Regions from separate parts of the Mus musculus genome. Here regions 2, 3 and 4 are each linked to region 1. A link is a contact called in public Hi-C and HiChIP or PLAC-seq data. All regions are on one chromosome and are shown on one strand. Each heading gives the region's core, a stretch centred on a gene start, on an enhancer-like site or on the middle of the called end of the contact. The rest is flanking DNA. Distances are from core to core; before and after follow the strand shown. Region 1 holds the start of Twist1 (twist basic helix-loop-helix transcription factor 1). Region 2 overlaps Hdac9 (histone deacetylase 9). Region 3 overlaps Hdac9 (histone deacetylase 9). Region 4 holds the start of Efcab10 (EF-hand calcium binding domain 10).

Region 1 (3,375 bases), core at 499-2,998:
AAACGAGTGTTCAGACTTCTATCAGAATGCAGAGGTGTGGGGGGTCTGCTGCTGCCCCTCTGGGAATCTCTGTCCACGGGCCTGTCTCGCTTTCTCTTTTAAAAGTGTGCCCCACGCCCTGATTCTTGTGAATTTGGTCTCTGCTCTTCTAATTTCCATGAAAATCTTTGTCATATAGATTTATTTTTAGTTATCCAGCTCCAGAGTCTCTAGACTGTCCATTTTCTCCTTCTCTGGAAACAATGACATCTGCAAAAACCCAGAGGGGAAAGTCGGTTATTGAGGATGTCTCTGTGGCTGTTTTCTATGACCGCTAAGCCCTGTTATCACTACCAGCGAGAATTTTCGCTGAACAACCTGGAAGGATTTCAGCCCAAGGGCAAGAGGAAGTGGGTGGGCGGAAAGGAGGGGGTGGAATTTGGAAACAGTTGTTTTAAGAAGGGAATTTTAAAGAAGAAAGAAAGGGGTTTGGGGGATGGCGTTTTGGGCACAAGGCCCCTATGCTTGACTTTCTCAATCTTCTGTCATGCACACCCCCGCACGCGCACACACACATACACCTCTCCTGGGCACACTGGTTCTCCCCGACCCTAGGACCTGTTTCCCCTGTGGGGACTGAACTGCTTGCCAGGGATGCGGGTGGAATGAGGTGGCGGTGCCTGGCTAGGTGGAGGGCAGCGAGGAGAGTGGAGGGGGATGGGGGGGGGATACCCAGCACGGTGGCGAGGTGAACAGGGGACCCGCGGCCTGGCCCGATCGATCCCTGGAGCCGGTCCTTACCTAGGTCTCCGGCCTGCAGAGGGGGTGGGGAGCTCCGCTGCTAGTGGGACGCGGACATGGACCAGGCCCCCTCCATCCTCCAGACGGAGAAGGCGTAGCTGAGCCGCTCGTGGGCCACATAGCTGCAGCTTGCCATCTTGGAGTCCAGCTCGTCGCTCTGCAGGACCTGGTACAGGAAGTCGATGTACCTGGCCGCCAGTTTGAGGGTCTGAATCTTGCTCAGCTTGTCCGAGGGCAGCGTGGGGATGATCTTGCGCAGGGCGGCGAACGCCTCGTTCAGCGACTGCGTGCGCTGGCGCTCCCGCACGTTAGCCATGACCCGCTGGGTCTGCAGCTCCTCGTACGACTGCGGGCTCCCGCCCCCGCTGCTGCTGCCGCCGCCGCCGCCACCACCTCCGCCCGCGCCGCCGCCGCCGCCTCCGCCCGCAGATTTCTTGCCGCGCTTGCCCTGGGCCGGGCTGCCTGGCTCGTCGCCGCCTCCGATGCCCCCGCCCGTGGCCCCGCCGGGCCCCGCGCTGCCGCCCGCGCTGCGCCGACTGCTGCGTCTCTTGCGAGCCCCGCGCTTGCCGCTCGCCGGCTGCTGCCGGTCCGGCTCCTCCTCGCTGTTGCTCAGGCTGTCGTCGGCCGGAGAGACTGGCGAGCTGGACACGTCCTGCATCATCTCGCGGGCGGCGACGTGCGGCCTCGCGGAGCCGGGACGGGGGAGGGTAGAGCAGAGGAGCGGGGCGCCCTAGCCCGCCAGCTTCCCCGCGCTCGGCGCCGGCCCGGGCGGTGCGGCCCGGAGGACGCAGGGAGGCGGGATGGGGGTGGGGGGACCTCCGCGGGGAGGGCGCTGGAGGCGGGGAGGGAGGCGGGCGGGGGAGGGGACGGTGTGGAGGGCCCCGAGGTCCAAAAAGAAGGCGCCCGACGGCCGCAAGCGCGCCCCGTTCCGGCCTGGCGCAGCCGGTGCCGGTGCTGGCGAGCCCGCGAGGTGTCTGAGAGTTGGGCGCGGGCTGTGGACTTGGCGGCTCTTATACCTCCGTGCGGGCGGAAAGTTTGGGGGCAGCGGTGTCATTGGCCTGACGTGGGGAGGAGGGACTTTTCGAAGTTTTATAGGAAAGTTTCCTCTTTCCAGCCCCCCTCCCTCGCCCCCTCCCCCCTTGCTCGGGGTCTAACAATTCGTCCTGCGAACCATTCAAAACCGACCTGGCCCGAGCGGCCAGCCCCTGCGCCCGCCTCTCCCCTCCCTCTCCCCCCCCCAGCTCTCCCCCTCCGCTTCGGGGAGGACGCGGGGCGATTTCCTTCCGCGCCAGAGCGCGCCCAGCGCCCCCGCACCCGAGCACAGCACCGCAAACAGGGGACTGTCTGGGTCGCTGTTGCAGTCTCCCCCTCCCCAAGTGGCTGTGACAGCAGTAGTGGCAAGCGGCTTCGACGCTCTGGGTGATGTCCCATCCCGCCTGGGATCCCTCGGAGTTCTCCGGGCCCTTTGGGGGTGGCTCGGGCCCGGGCTGCGAGGCAAGAAAAGTTTCAACAACCGAGTCCATCTAACGGTCAGGTAGAGGAAACCTCTAGTCGGAAACCTCTAGTCCCAAGGGATTCCCCGCGGCTGCCTGGCCCTGTGGTCGAGGGCGGTTCTCAAGACGTGGCCACATCGTGGGCGCTATGGATCTGCGCCCTGGCCTGCCGTGTCACCCCTCCCGGAGAAACGTCTGGGCTCTCCTTTCCTGCTACGGTGACCCAATCTAAAGTTTCCCTGCTCTCAGAGGACTGTGCTTCCAAAGGTGCTGGACCTAGGCTGGAGTTCATTCTTTTACAGAGAAAAGCCTTGTTCTTTTGAAGGGAGCAAAGCTAGGGAAAGATAGAGCAGCCTTGGTGCTCCACGCTGCCAGCCCTAGGTGGAGGAGAACCTTGAGAACATTTCATGTCCGCTAACTCCAAATTAAGCCCTGCATGCTAACCTTGGGTAGTCCATACATTTAAGGTGGGGGATCAATATTCTCGTCTTCCTAGGAGATCTTGTGAGTAGTTATGCTCCCGGTGCCTCAAATGCACTCAGCCATGTTGGTTGATTGCAAGCGGTTTTTTTTGTTTTTTTTTTTTTGTTTTGTTTTTTTTTTTTTTTTTTTTTTTACCAAATACCTTGAAACCCCAAAAAGGATTCTGGAAAAGTGGAAGCAGAGAGGTTAATGAGCAAGAAGGAGAGTGGCTATGGAAGCCAGTGATTGCAGGGCTCTTTACATTTTTTAAATATGTTTTATTTATTTATTTCTGTTTTTTAAGTAGGATGGGGATTTAGGGAGCCGGTACAAGGTGATCTCTTACTCAGAAAGGCAATTCTGGGTCCGGAGGAAGTAGCCAGAGTTTCAGGGGCAGAGTTTGCGGGCGTGGAGGTGAGCGTCTCGAACTCCTGCCCTGTTCCCAAGCTGAGGACCTTGCTAAACGCCCAATCCCCACTCCCCTGGCCAATCCCCCGGGAAACTGCCAGCTCAGCAAGTGCCCCTTTCTGGGTTGGACCAAAGGTCGCGGCCACCGACTTCCTGAGAAGCTGGAGGCCGGAGCCCCTGCGACGCAGGGCAGGCCACGTGGCTGGGTCCTGCTGAAGCTCTCAGCTGGGTC
Region 2 (3,375 bases), core at 287-2,786, 680 kb before region 1:
CCATCATTTGTTGATTATACAGAAGAGCCAGATCATGTATCTTGGACCTCACAAATTAGAAGTGTAGCCAAAGCCCGAGTTGCTTGAGAATCCTTTAAGAATATGCTCTGCCTCTGTGACAGTAGAACATCACACTGCTTGTGATATAAACATTTCACCCTTTGAAAGTTCTCTTTTAGGAAATCCCCATCAAAAAGTGATCAAAACCCCATGATTACTTTCTACAGCAGTGTTTTTTTTTTTTAACCTGTTTTTTTCCTCCATGTCTTGAATATTTGCAAACGAGTGTCCTGACATAGCAAGTGTTTTATGTGCACTACCTACCTGTTGCGTATTGACTTCTGCCTTCCACGGCATTTCTACTTATGTGCACTACCTACCTGTTGCGTATTGACTTCTGCCTTCCACGGCGTTTCTACTTATGTGCACTACCTACCTGTTGCGTATTGACTTATGCCTTCCACGGTGTTTCTACTCATATGTGAAACGTCCTGAGTTCCGTCAGCTCCGGGAAGCTTGCATGGCCATGGCAAGCATCTTTATAGAAGAGCCCTGTGGTCCCTGCAGAAGCAGGAAGAGATGTGCACTCTCTGCCTTCCCCTTTGCCCTCAGAAATGAGGTGCAAAGCAGCTGGGTAATTGTGGCTTCACATAGGCAATTAAAAACCTTCTAGAATCCGAAGGAATTCTTTGGTGAATTTTGGCTAATTATTGTGCCAAAACTGTTAGGAAACTGTTTTTCTTTATTTTTCTTTATTGGATATTTTCTTTGTTTACATTTCAAATGTTATCCCCTTTCCTAGTTTCCCCTCCAGAAACTCCCTATCGCTTCCCCCCTCTCCCTGCTCACCAACCCACCCACTCCCACTCAATGTTTTTCTTTTAATGTTTAAAGCATTTTCAAGAAGAATTTTTTGTTTTTGTTTTTGTTTTTGTTTAGCTTTTGATTTAGTTTTTCAGTTATTTTTTATTTTTATGAATAAGCATAACTTGTCAATGGAGATAATGATTCTCTAAGGGGGTATGACTTTTATTAGGCTGGACTATAAGTTATTACAAATAAATCTATTCCTGCAAACCATTGTGCTTATATTCCCTATAGTTTCTTCCAGCCCCAAGTAGTTTACCTTGTTCTTGTAGTCACTAGCCATCCAGTCAGTGTGGTTCTTGTTAGAATCCCATAAATCTCAAATATAATTAATTGCATATCCCTTCAAGCTAGCAGCGAAAGGAGCCCCGTTGGCCAGGATTTTGATGTTTCGCCATATTCTAAAACTAACATGATGGTGTACGGCATTGCTGAAAACCTTAATTTAGAGAGTGCCTGGAAATTGCTGAAAATACTGAACTGCAGCTCGTGAACCTAAACAGCCTCTCTCTCTCTCTCTCTCTCTCTCTCTCTCTCTCTCTCTCTCTCTCTCTCTCTCTCTCTCTCTCTCTCTCTCATACCCTAGGTCAGAGCAGTCTGTGTCCTTAGAGCTTCACTCCTAATCTGATTCTGTAACTCAAGTGTGCTGTATCGCTTTGTTTAGCTGAGCACTGCTGCTTGTAACGTGTCTTTAAATCCGAAGTGTGCGGCCGTTGGATCATGTGCTCCTAAGAGGTGCATTCCACCACACCCCGTTTATTTTATTTGACTTTTATCTAGCCCTTGCTGACCGTATTCTGGATTTCGTTTGACACATTTTGCATAAGGGTTCTATTTGGTCTGTGATGTTGTGCACAATGAGCTGTTTGTCCCTCCCTCGATGACATCCAGTTGCTTAAAGCCGATAATGAGATGTCAGGTGAATGGCCCTGATTGGCGTTGATATATGGACTTGTTGAAATATTACAGGGTCTCCTGATGGGGTACAGAGGAGAGTGGCTGTTCTGTGGTTGGGATCTCCAAAGCAATGGAACTGTAATCACATAAACAGAACCTCTTGTGCAGGGCTGAGGTGTCACCATGAATTTTCTGGTTAATCCATCCGTTCATCTCAATGGTCCTGAGCTTGAGCTTCATGTCACTTTCTGCCTTTGTTCTGCACTTTGATCTTTTAAAATGTCTGTCAGAAGAAAAGTGTTTATATTGAATTATGTGTGGAAAGGGGTAGGGTGAATACTTCAGAAGCTCGGCATGAAATTTCCTAAATAAACCTTGCCCACTGCTCCACAGCAATAATCCAGGCATGGGTTTCAACCCAGTGATATGTAGGCATGGGAGTGATTTTCCCTCCACACGCTCTAATGTGGGTGTCTGAGCATAGGGGGCGTGTAGTGTGTTCTGTTTAGTTTTTCTTATAGAATATATCTATTATGCTTGCTCGCTTCCAAAGTTAATATTTGTAGGAAGAACATTAAGTAAGTTTAAAAATCTATTTTTCTTTAAAAATCTGATTAATGGAGTTAACTAAATAAATGCTTGTGATGAAGTACGTGTGTGTGTGTGTATGTGTGTGTGTGTGTGTGTGTGTGTGTGAGTGTGTGTGTGAGTGTTTGTGTGCATGATTTCTCCCGTTGATTCTAATTTTATACTATAAGCTAGTAAATCTATTTTTGGTATTTTTGCATACCTATTATAATCTGTATATTGGAACAAATTACGATTCAGCAACAAACAATAGAAACTAATCATACTGAATGTTTATACAGACATAGCAGCAGAAAATAGATGTATTATTAATTGCTATGTTCTGTCACAGTTATCTCTTCTCTCATTTTCTCATATCTTTTTAAAACAATTATGGTATCAAATGGTTTTCTTTGTCCCATGAGGTATATGAAAGGGTTTAAGAACTCAGAGTCAGTTTGCACTCACAGGATGTTTGAACTCTATTCCCTATTCCATCTTGAATTACCTTGTACTAGCGAAAACAGAATTCACCTCAGTTTTGACATTAGCTGTAAGCCTCCCCTCATTGTGCAGACTCAAGTAAATGTTCTCTCTCTTGCTCCATCTGAGGTTCTGGGCAGGAGAGCAGGTTCTTTGCAGGCCTGGGGTGGCCCCTTTGACTTGAATGTTTGCCATAGCCAGCAGTCACCCCAATTATTGAATAATTGTTGAATAATTGTTTTCTCTCTACAAGCCGGTTGTTCGTGGAATCTGAATGAGCTCAGGCAGACCAGTGAGTTAAGTCACACTCAACAAATTCTAATTTGGCCTCCGAGGCAGTCTGCAAGTGAGGTCTTTTTAAAGTTTCATGTGTGAGCCCAGTATCACAAGTGGGAAGAGTTGAAAGACACCCCGTGAGCCCGAGGAGCTAAACAGTGATTCCCACTGTGGGGATATCAGCTTTCTGGGCAGAAGGAACTGTGTCAGCACTAATGATCCATCCATCCAGAGGAACAGTGTGAGAACTGAGGCAGGCCTGGTAAGGTGACGGGTGGACGGGTG
Region 3 (3,375 bases), core at 654-3,153, 640 kb before region 1:
AAATCTTAGGTAGAAGCAATAATCTGGTTATATGTAATAAATGTAGTCAAACAACTATATCAACTAAAGTCTGGAGATACAATTAAATAGCAGAGGACTTGTCTAAGCATGTATGTGCAAGGCCCAGGGTTCAGTCCCTAGTGTTGTGAGTAAGCGAATGTACGAAGCACGTACCTATGAGCAGTTAAAGGTATGTCAGGAAATACAGAGGCAGCCTGTGTAGTCTGTTTACTCAAATATCTTAATCTTACTATATTTAGTTCTTTCTATATCTCCCAATGTCTAAGGTTGGGCATATGTCACTCTTTTACTCTAGACCCCCTCTCTGTCTGTCTGTTTGAGGCTCATTAAATTTCCTAATCTTCAGCTTTAACAAAGAATTACTGATTTTTTATTCTTTTTGTAAAAAAAAAAAACCTATTTGAATTCAATTTGGATTTTGTTTTTTTGCTCTGAAGAATCATTTCTTCTCTGCCAAAGAAAAGTTATAACTTGAGCATCCCTGTAATAGGAATCGGTTGTTCACCAGGGCCAGATCACATTGCACATTAAAACTTCTCTCTAGTGACACTGTAGAGATGTTATAGGTAACAAGTGTGAAGCAGATTTTGGGAAATGAAGCCAAAGTGTCTAAATGACCGTTAGGATCAGGATATTGGTCAGTTTGTGAGGGAAACTCTCCAACAAACAAACAACAAAGCTTCTATCCCCTCATAGTGAATAGTTACCTGATGCATCGCATGTCCTTAGGATCCTCGAAAGTTGTCAAAGCATTTATGAACTCAGTGCTTAAGCGCTGGGATGTGCCTGCCGCTAGTGTAGTAGTAAGCCTGCCAAAGCATTCTGCAACTCAATGCAGACTGTGTTCCTGAGACCTAAGAAAGAGGCAGCTGCTATCCCAGTTGTTAAGGGGAATCCAGGTGAACTTCCTTCTGCCAATATTTCTAGGTTCTGTCTAGGTAAGATTGAGATCCTTTAAGAGTGGAATATTAAAGAAAAGTCAAAGAAAAGTAAATGATTTACAGCCTGACAGAGTGGGTTTGAGTTCTGGCCCTACTCAGTTGTTGCTGAACAAATCACTTAACCTTATAGTTTTATATTCTTTTTGTCTGACTGGGGAGATTAAAGGAGATGGTGTAGGTAGAAGCAATAAAATTGTGCTCAGTACAATATTGGCACTCAATGTGCCAATATTATAATAATCATTATTATTTCACAAATATGATGCTAAATGCATTATATTAAATCAGTAAATATTGAAGACCCAGCCTTATTGTTTTTTCATGGGATTATCAGGCCCATCATTTGTGTTCCTTTATGTATAATCTATAGTTAATGAGTAGAGTTATGGTCAATAAGATAGGAGTGAATGAATAGTTGGACATTCTTTGCCATACCCAAAGCAGTTATCATACAATAATATTCCTACTACCCTTCTGGCATAACTCTGTTAATTCTCTCCTGGGAGACTAGTTCATGTAAAGGAAGCACTGGGAAAAGAAAATATTTCCACCTAGTACTGTAAGTTCAGAAGAAAAAAAAAACTGACTTCTTAACATGGCAGTAACTCCTCATATGACTAGCTGGGTTGGTCATGAGCCCTCACAGTAATGGGCTATTTATGAAACTTACTGCCCTGAGGTCATCCTATTGGAATGGCCTTAGTAGACATTACCATTGTTACAAAAAAAAATAATTAGGGGGCCCTTACTTACTTGCACTGGTTTCTTTGCATTGCTGAGTTTTTATGGGTCTCACCTCTGGAATTATGGATATATACATATGATCCTAATAAAGGTGTAATTTCTAATTCAAGCTCTTGCTAAAAGGAAGTCAGTGCAGCTACAGATCACAGCTCTGAGAGAGGGACGGGCTGAAGCCAAAGGAAGAGCACCTGCTGCACAGGAAATGTTTCAGGTAGCAGCTTTGTGGAGATAATCATATCCATTTTTAGACTTCCACATTTTCATTAACTTCACGTCCTCCATAAGGACATAATCTTCAGCAACATTATCAGCTTTTACTTCCTACCGATTTCTAAAGTATCAGTGCTGGAACACCACGAGATTGCAAAAGAAAGAATTCAAGAAAAAAACTGTAAAGTTCTGCTGTGTCTTGAAAGCAAGCGAATTATGGCACAGGGCTGGAACTTTACCTACTTGTTAATTGGCAGGTTAAACTTTATGAGTTTCTGGTACCCTGGTGATACATGACTATTAAAATTTGCAGGTGGTTCAAGGGCAGAGAGATATAAGTTCCTATACTAGTAATATATCATAAAAGCGTATATTTCGTGTGCCTGTTGTGAAAATCGAGACTTTAATACTCTTGGACAATATAAGGTGATGAGGGAATCTTTATGGATCTCAAGTACGGGTCTCTTTTTCATAGAAATTGGGAACGTATAATATTTATAGACAGAAGCATAAAAAAATAATTGGCCCAGTGTTACCTCTTTGAGACTAGTGTTTAGTGACCATCTGCATACACCTCTCGACTCGCACAAACTGCCTTATATAAACAGTGCTTCTGCCACATAAAATGCTGTAAATCTGACATTTTTATGCTTTCTTCAGAAGACAGAATTTGCTTAATTACACTTATGTCGTATTTAAGTGTTAGCACATTTCCTTTTTGGAGTTTATCTTTTCATCAGGAAATGGAAATGCATACTGTGGCTAGTGGTGTGTACCACATAAGTAACTCAGTTTAGTGGGAAAAAAGTGATATGATTGCAGCTCATTAGAAGCTGTATTTTCCTATGTTTTACAAGTGGTTTTCAGAGAAAAAAACTCTCTCTTAGATGTTGACTGAGTTAGCCATCCCGCCTCCTGAGAATGCACCCTTTGTAATTAGGGTTATAGCCAATTTTAATGTAGAGAGACATTAAAATCAATTAGTTTTAATTAAGAGTAGGAAAATGAATAATAGTTTTTTCTTTATAACTTTAAATTCATCATTCCTTTTAGCTTTTTCCTTTATGGGAGAAAGCCTCTATTCCCTTCTCTTAGTGTTAAGAAAGCTTAAAATAGGACCATTGAACACATTACAATTTCGCTTATTCTCTTGTTAACCATATGATGTTTTAGTTTGAAGGTAATATATCCATTTTTACATGTTGGTGAGAAAGTAAACAATCTTCAAATTCATTGTTTAAATTTTTTAATTGGTTTTCTATAATGGGAATGAGGAAGCATCCGGGATATAGGAGCTTGGGAGCCAGGATTCAGAGATGGAAGGATGGCAGCTTGCCCTGTGGAAGCTGAGGCCCTAGCCAGTGAGGTTGACCACTGCAAGCAAGAAGGAGTGAGTGAGTGGACCCAGGGAGACAGTGCTACTGCCGGTTTGAACGTCTCCAAACCCTTTCTGACCAGA
Region 4 (3,375 bases), core at 438-2,937, 560 kb after region 1:
GTTCTGAACATTAGATGTGCTAAATTTGTGTTTTAAATTTAATGGTAGGCTGGTGAGATGGCTTAGTGGGTAAGAGCACCCGACTGCTCTTCTGAAGGTCCGGAGTTCAAATCCCAGCAACCACATGGTGGCTCACAACCATCTGTAACAAGATCTGACTCCCTCTTCTGGAGTGTCTCAAGACAGCTACAGTGTACTTACATATAATAAATAAATAAATACATCTTTTTAAAAAAATGTAATGGTTAGCAGTTAAGAGCAAGGATCTGATTCAGGTCCCAGCACTCATATTGTGCCTCAGACCATGGGCAGCTCTAGTTCAGGGGATGTGACACTTATCTTCTAACCGCTTCAGGGACCAGGCACACAGGCATGCAGGCACGCCCATGATACACAGCCAGATATGCAGGCAAAACACCTATACACGTTTAAATGAATACATTTTAAAAAATACAATAAAATATTTCAAAATATTTTTCTCATCCCCTAAGTGGTTATACTGTTTTTCGGGTTTTGTTGTTGTTGTTGTTGTTATTGTTGTTTGGTTTGGTTTTTTGTTTGTTTTGTTTTTCTGCGTTGGAATGGTATTTCTGCTTCCTTTCCAGAGAAGTAAATGAACATTTTGTAATTTTGGAGACTTATCATGAAGGCCGGCAGGCTCAATTCACCCTGGGAGGATGCAATCTTGTCATCATCTCAAATGTAACGTCTTACCATGCACCAATAACAATTATGGAATAACCCAAACTTTGAAGGAGTCTAATCTATAAAAATGCCAGGAAAAAACCCTAGCTCCCCAGGAGGATCCTGGCAGCTCACACTAACCATTGTTTATCTCCCTTAATAAATCAGAGACTCCTTAGAATTGAATTGAAAAGATCTATTGCTTGCCTGGCCAAGGCTGATATAGCTATAATTTATGTGAACCCCCCTCCCGCCCCCCGTCCCCGGTGTTCGCTCTGTCCCCATTAGATCTGTACTATTATCTCCATTTTCCCATGGAAGAGACAGACATTCAGCCTTGCTTCAAGCACTCATAACTATAAGGGGTGGACCTGGAGCTAGGCAGTCCCCAGACTCTGCCACTCGCAGACTCTGCCAGCCTCCCTACCATTCCTTGCGGCACCAAGAGGACATTTATCACGTTTGACTCAGAGCTGGGGATATGCGTGGAGGGTGAGGGGCTCATAGAGCCTTCGAACTCCGGCAGGGCTCCTCCACTCGTGGGGAAGCAGGGAATGGAGCGAGTGAAGAGGGCTGGCTATAGGGAGGGAAGCGGCGTGCTGGTGACCCTTTGATGGGGGAGAGAGAGTCAGAAAGCCAATGGAGACAAGACCCTTACTTGGTCGGGCAAAGAGGAGGAAGCTAGTAAGTTGATTCAGCAATTCCATGATCCGATGTCTTTCTAAATACAGCTTGGCCTGAAGCTCCCGGTCAGCCACAGGCTCCATGTTTCCTAGCTGAGCCGTTGCTAGGCGACCAGGCAGCCTCCAGGGGGCCCAACTCCGCCCCTTTCGTGCTCATTCACGTGAAACACCTCACCTTCCCCAGCCCCACTCCTCTTCCCTCCCAGGTACCAGGACAACCCCCTTCCACACCCCTGAGGAAGAAGCAGGGGTGTGGCGGGCAGTCTGTGACACCAGCTTGTGATGCAGTTGCCAACACAGAGGCTGAGCTTGTTTGGTCCGGGTTCCTGCTTCCTGTACTTGTTTGTTCCAGAATGAGGTTTTAATGATGGGAACCTAGGATTTATCAATGAGAAAAGAACGTTAGCAGTTCTAAGAATCCTAAATAGCATTTTCTGGGTGAGCAGCCCTCAGGGTTGCCCTGGCAGGAGGTCTCAGGTATGGATATTGAGCTTGGGTGTTTTCTGCTGAACTACACTCGGTAATGATTCTCCACTTTCAACTCTTTTAACACATTTCCTGTGCAACCCTGTATAAAATAGATATATAATTTAAAGAAAGTTCTTTGAAGTCAGGTGCAATGATGCATGCCTGTCTATAGTACCAGCACTTGGGGGTGGAAGATTAAGGGTTCAATGGCATCCTTGGCTACAAACAGAAGTGAAGAACATCCTGGGATATATAGCCCTGTCTCAGAAAACCAAAACAAACTAAATCAAAGCAAAACGTTTTGCTTTGTAAACATCATTAACAATAAAAGCAAATTTGTGTACCAATGTGCACGTAGGTGCTTGCTTATTTTAAGGAATTAAACGCCAGCTGAATACTTGATACTGCAAAGCACAGAGCATCTTCAACGTTTTTTCAAAGTTGGCTGGTATTTTGAGTTTATAATTGTCAAGGCCAAAAACGCTACATAACAGAAATACATAATACAAATTGGCTGATGTATATTTAGGGACAGGCCAGTAATTCTTGGAAATTATCTTTTCCCCAAGTCAAAAACATACTTTAATGATTTTATTTTATTCTTCTTATGCCATTCACGGCAACAAACCAAACATCTGCGACTAGGTCATAGCTCAATGGTATAGCACTTGACTAGAATATCCAGACTGGAGGTTAGATCTCCCGCTTTGCCATAACAATACTCCCAAAATCTAAATGAACAAGAAAAAAAAGACCCTATTTAAAATGGCCAGAGGGGCATAGATGAGTTCAGTGTGAGGGAGGCTCTAGATTTAATCCCGGCAACCTCAAACAAAACATTAACTCATAAATTATAGCAGGATATAAATATGAACACCTGTAATCCCAGGATGAGGAGGGAGGGCAGAGGCAGTTCAGTAAAATAAATTAATGAACAAATTAATCCTTTGAATACAGTCTAATACACAGATTTCATGCATGCTGATGAATGACAGTGGGAAAATATTAAAAGTATTTGTTTTCTGTAATTAAGCCATTATATGTCTATACAAGAAAAATTTGCATATACAGCAAAAACAGTGCAGTTCGTTACATGCAATAGGCTCAAGGCTGGGCTTAGACAGTAAGTGTCTTTAAGACTACCTGGTGGCCCTCTTCACCTGACATTTCCTTAGGCCCAACCAGGCTATTGCGCCCCTTCCTGCCCTCCTTTCCTGTCTTTCCTTAGAACTACCTGTAATCGCACAGCTCCTCTAGACCCTCTTGGCTTTGGCAACCCCATTCCCCACCCCTTTCCTCTGGAACACACACACATGAGGTTGGGGTGGGGAGGGGAAGGGGGAGAGGGGGAGAGGGAGGGGGAGGAGGAGGAGGGAGAGAGAGAGAGAGAGAGAGAGAGAGAGAGAGAGAGAGAGAACTCAGTTTTTATCTTTACCTTCTGGTATCTACAAAAGTCCTGGTATCAGTCTCTCCTCCAGCTTAGCCAGGCTGAGCCCCAGAGCCCTGTAGAGTGCGGTGCTAACCCACTGAATGGCTTGGT

Evidence for each region. A called contact is a pair of places that touch in the nucleus more often than the background predicts. HiChIP or PLAC-seq counts read pairs in DNA pulled down with a chosen protein or histone mark.
Region 2: an H3K4me3 HiChIP or PLAC-seq map of embryonic limb bud shows a contact between it and region 1, with 5 times the contacts expected there. The contact joins the enhancer-like site here to the promoter of Twist1 in region 1. A contact is called at or near these places in 7 of 39 promoter capture datasets (cranial neural crest, frontonasal cranial neural crest, hippocampal neurons and 4 more), 3 of 484 Hi-C or Micro-C datasets (embryonic limb bud, myocytes and ventricular fibroblasts), 9 of 115 datasets of contacts at active chromatin or transcription factors (craniofacial prominence, embryonic basal ganglia, embryonic forebrain and 6 more) and 1 of 9 other capture datasets (embryonic stem cells).
Region 3: a contact with region 1 is called in an H3K4me3 HiChIP or PLAC-seq map of embryonic limb bud, with 4 times the contacts expected there. The contact joins the enhancer-like site here to the promoter of Twist1 in region 1. A contact is called at or near these places in 1 of 39 promoter capture datasets (liver) and 4 of 115 datasets of contacts at active chromatin or transcription factors (embryonic forebrain, embryonic limb bud, forebrain and 1 more).
Region 4: a contact with region 1 is called in a Hi-C map of embryonic stem cells, with 5 times the contacts expected there. The contact joins the promoter of Efcab10 here to the promoter of Twist1 in region 1. A contact is called at or near these places in 8 of 39 promoter capture datasets (the 3T3-L1 cell line, 3T3-L1-derived adipocytes, cranial neural crest and 4 more), 11 of 484 Hi-C or Micro-C datasets (B cells, LSK cells, embryonic fibroblasts and 2 more), 8 of 115 datasets of contacts at active chromatin or transcription factors (astrocytes, craniofacial prominence, embryonic limb bud and 4 more) and 2 of 9 other capture datasets (embryonic stem cells and liver).

Annotation. Positions count from the first base shown.
Region 1 is chr12:33,956,044-33,959,418 of GRCm38.p6, reverse strand. It overlaps Twist1 (twist basic helix-loop-helix transcription factor 1), which reads right to left and starts at 1,748. Exons shown (of 2, transcript NM_011658.2): 1 at 781-1,748; 2 at 1-249. The coding sequence starts at 1,441. The coding sequence ends at 821.
Region 2 is chr12:34,635,797-34,639,171 of GRCm38.p6, reverse strand. All of the region lies in intron 3 of Hdac9 (histone deacetylase 9), which reads left to right. Among named protein-coding and RNA genes, the nearest start is that of Gm46347, 150 kb to the left of the region's middle. Within about 2 kb of position 1,536, at least 6 of the 459 cell types and tissues checked have an H3K27ac peak or open chromatin away from gene starts, as enhancers often do. A contact at or near this core is called in embryonic limb bud, where this site is marked.
Region 3 is chr12:34,593,454-34,596,828 of GRCm38.p6, reverse strand. The region is part of intron 3 of Hdac9 (histone deacetylase 9); the gene reads left to right. Among named protein-coding and RNA genes, the nearest start is that of Gm46347, 190 kb to the left of the region's middle. Within about 2 kb of position 1,903, at least 7 of the 459 cell types and tissues checked have an H3K27ac peak or open chromatin away from gene starts, as enhancers often do. A contact at or near this core is called in embryonic limb bud, where this site is marked.
Region 4 is chr12:33,393,166-33,396,540 of GRCm38.p6, reverse strand. Efcab10 (EF-hand calcium binding domain 10) reads right to left here and starts at 1,687. Exons shown (of 4, transcript NM_029152.1): 1 at 1,343-1,687. The coding sequence starts at 1,451. It overlaps Atxn7l1os2 (ataxin 7-like 1, opposite strand 2), which reads left to right and starts at 1,781. Exons shown (of 4, transcript NR_131031.1): 1 at 1,781-1,844.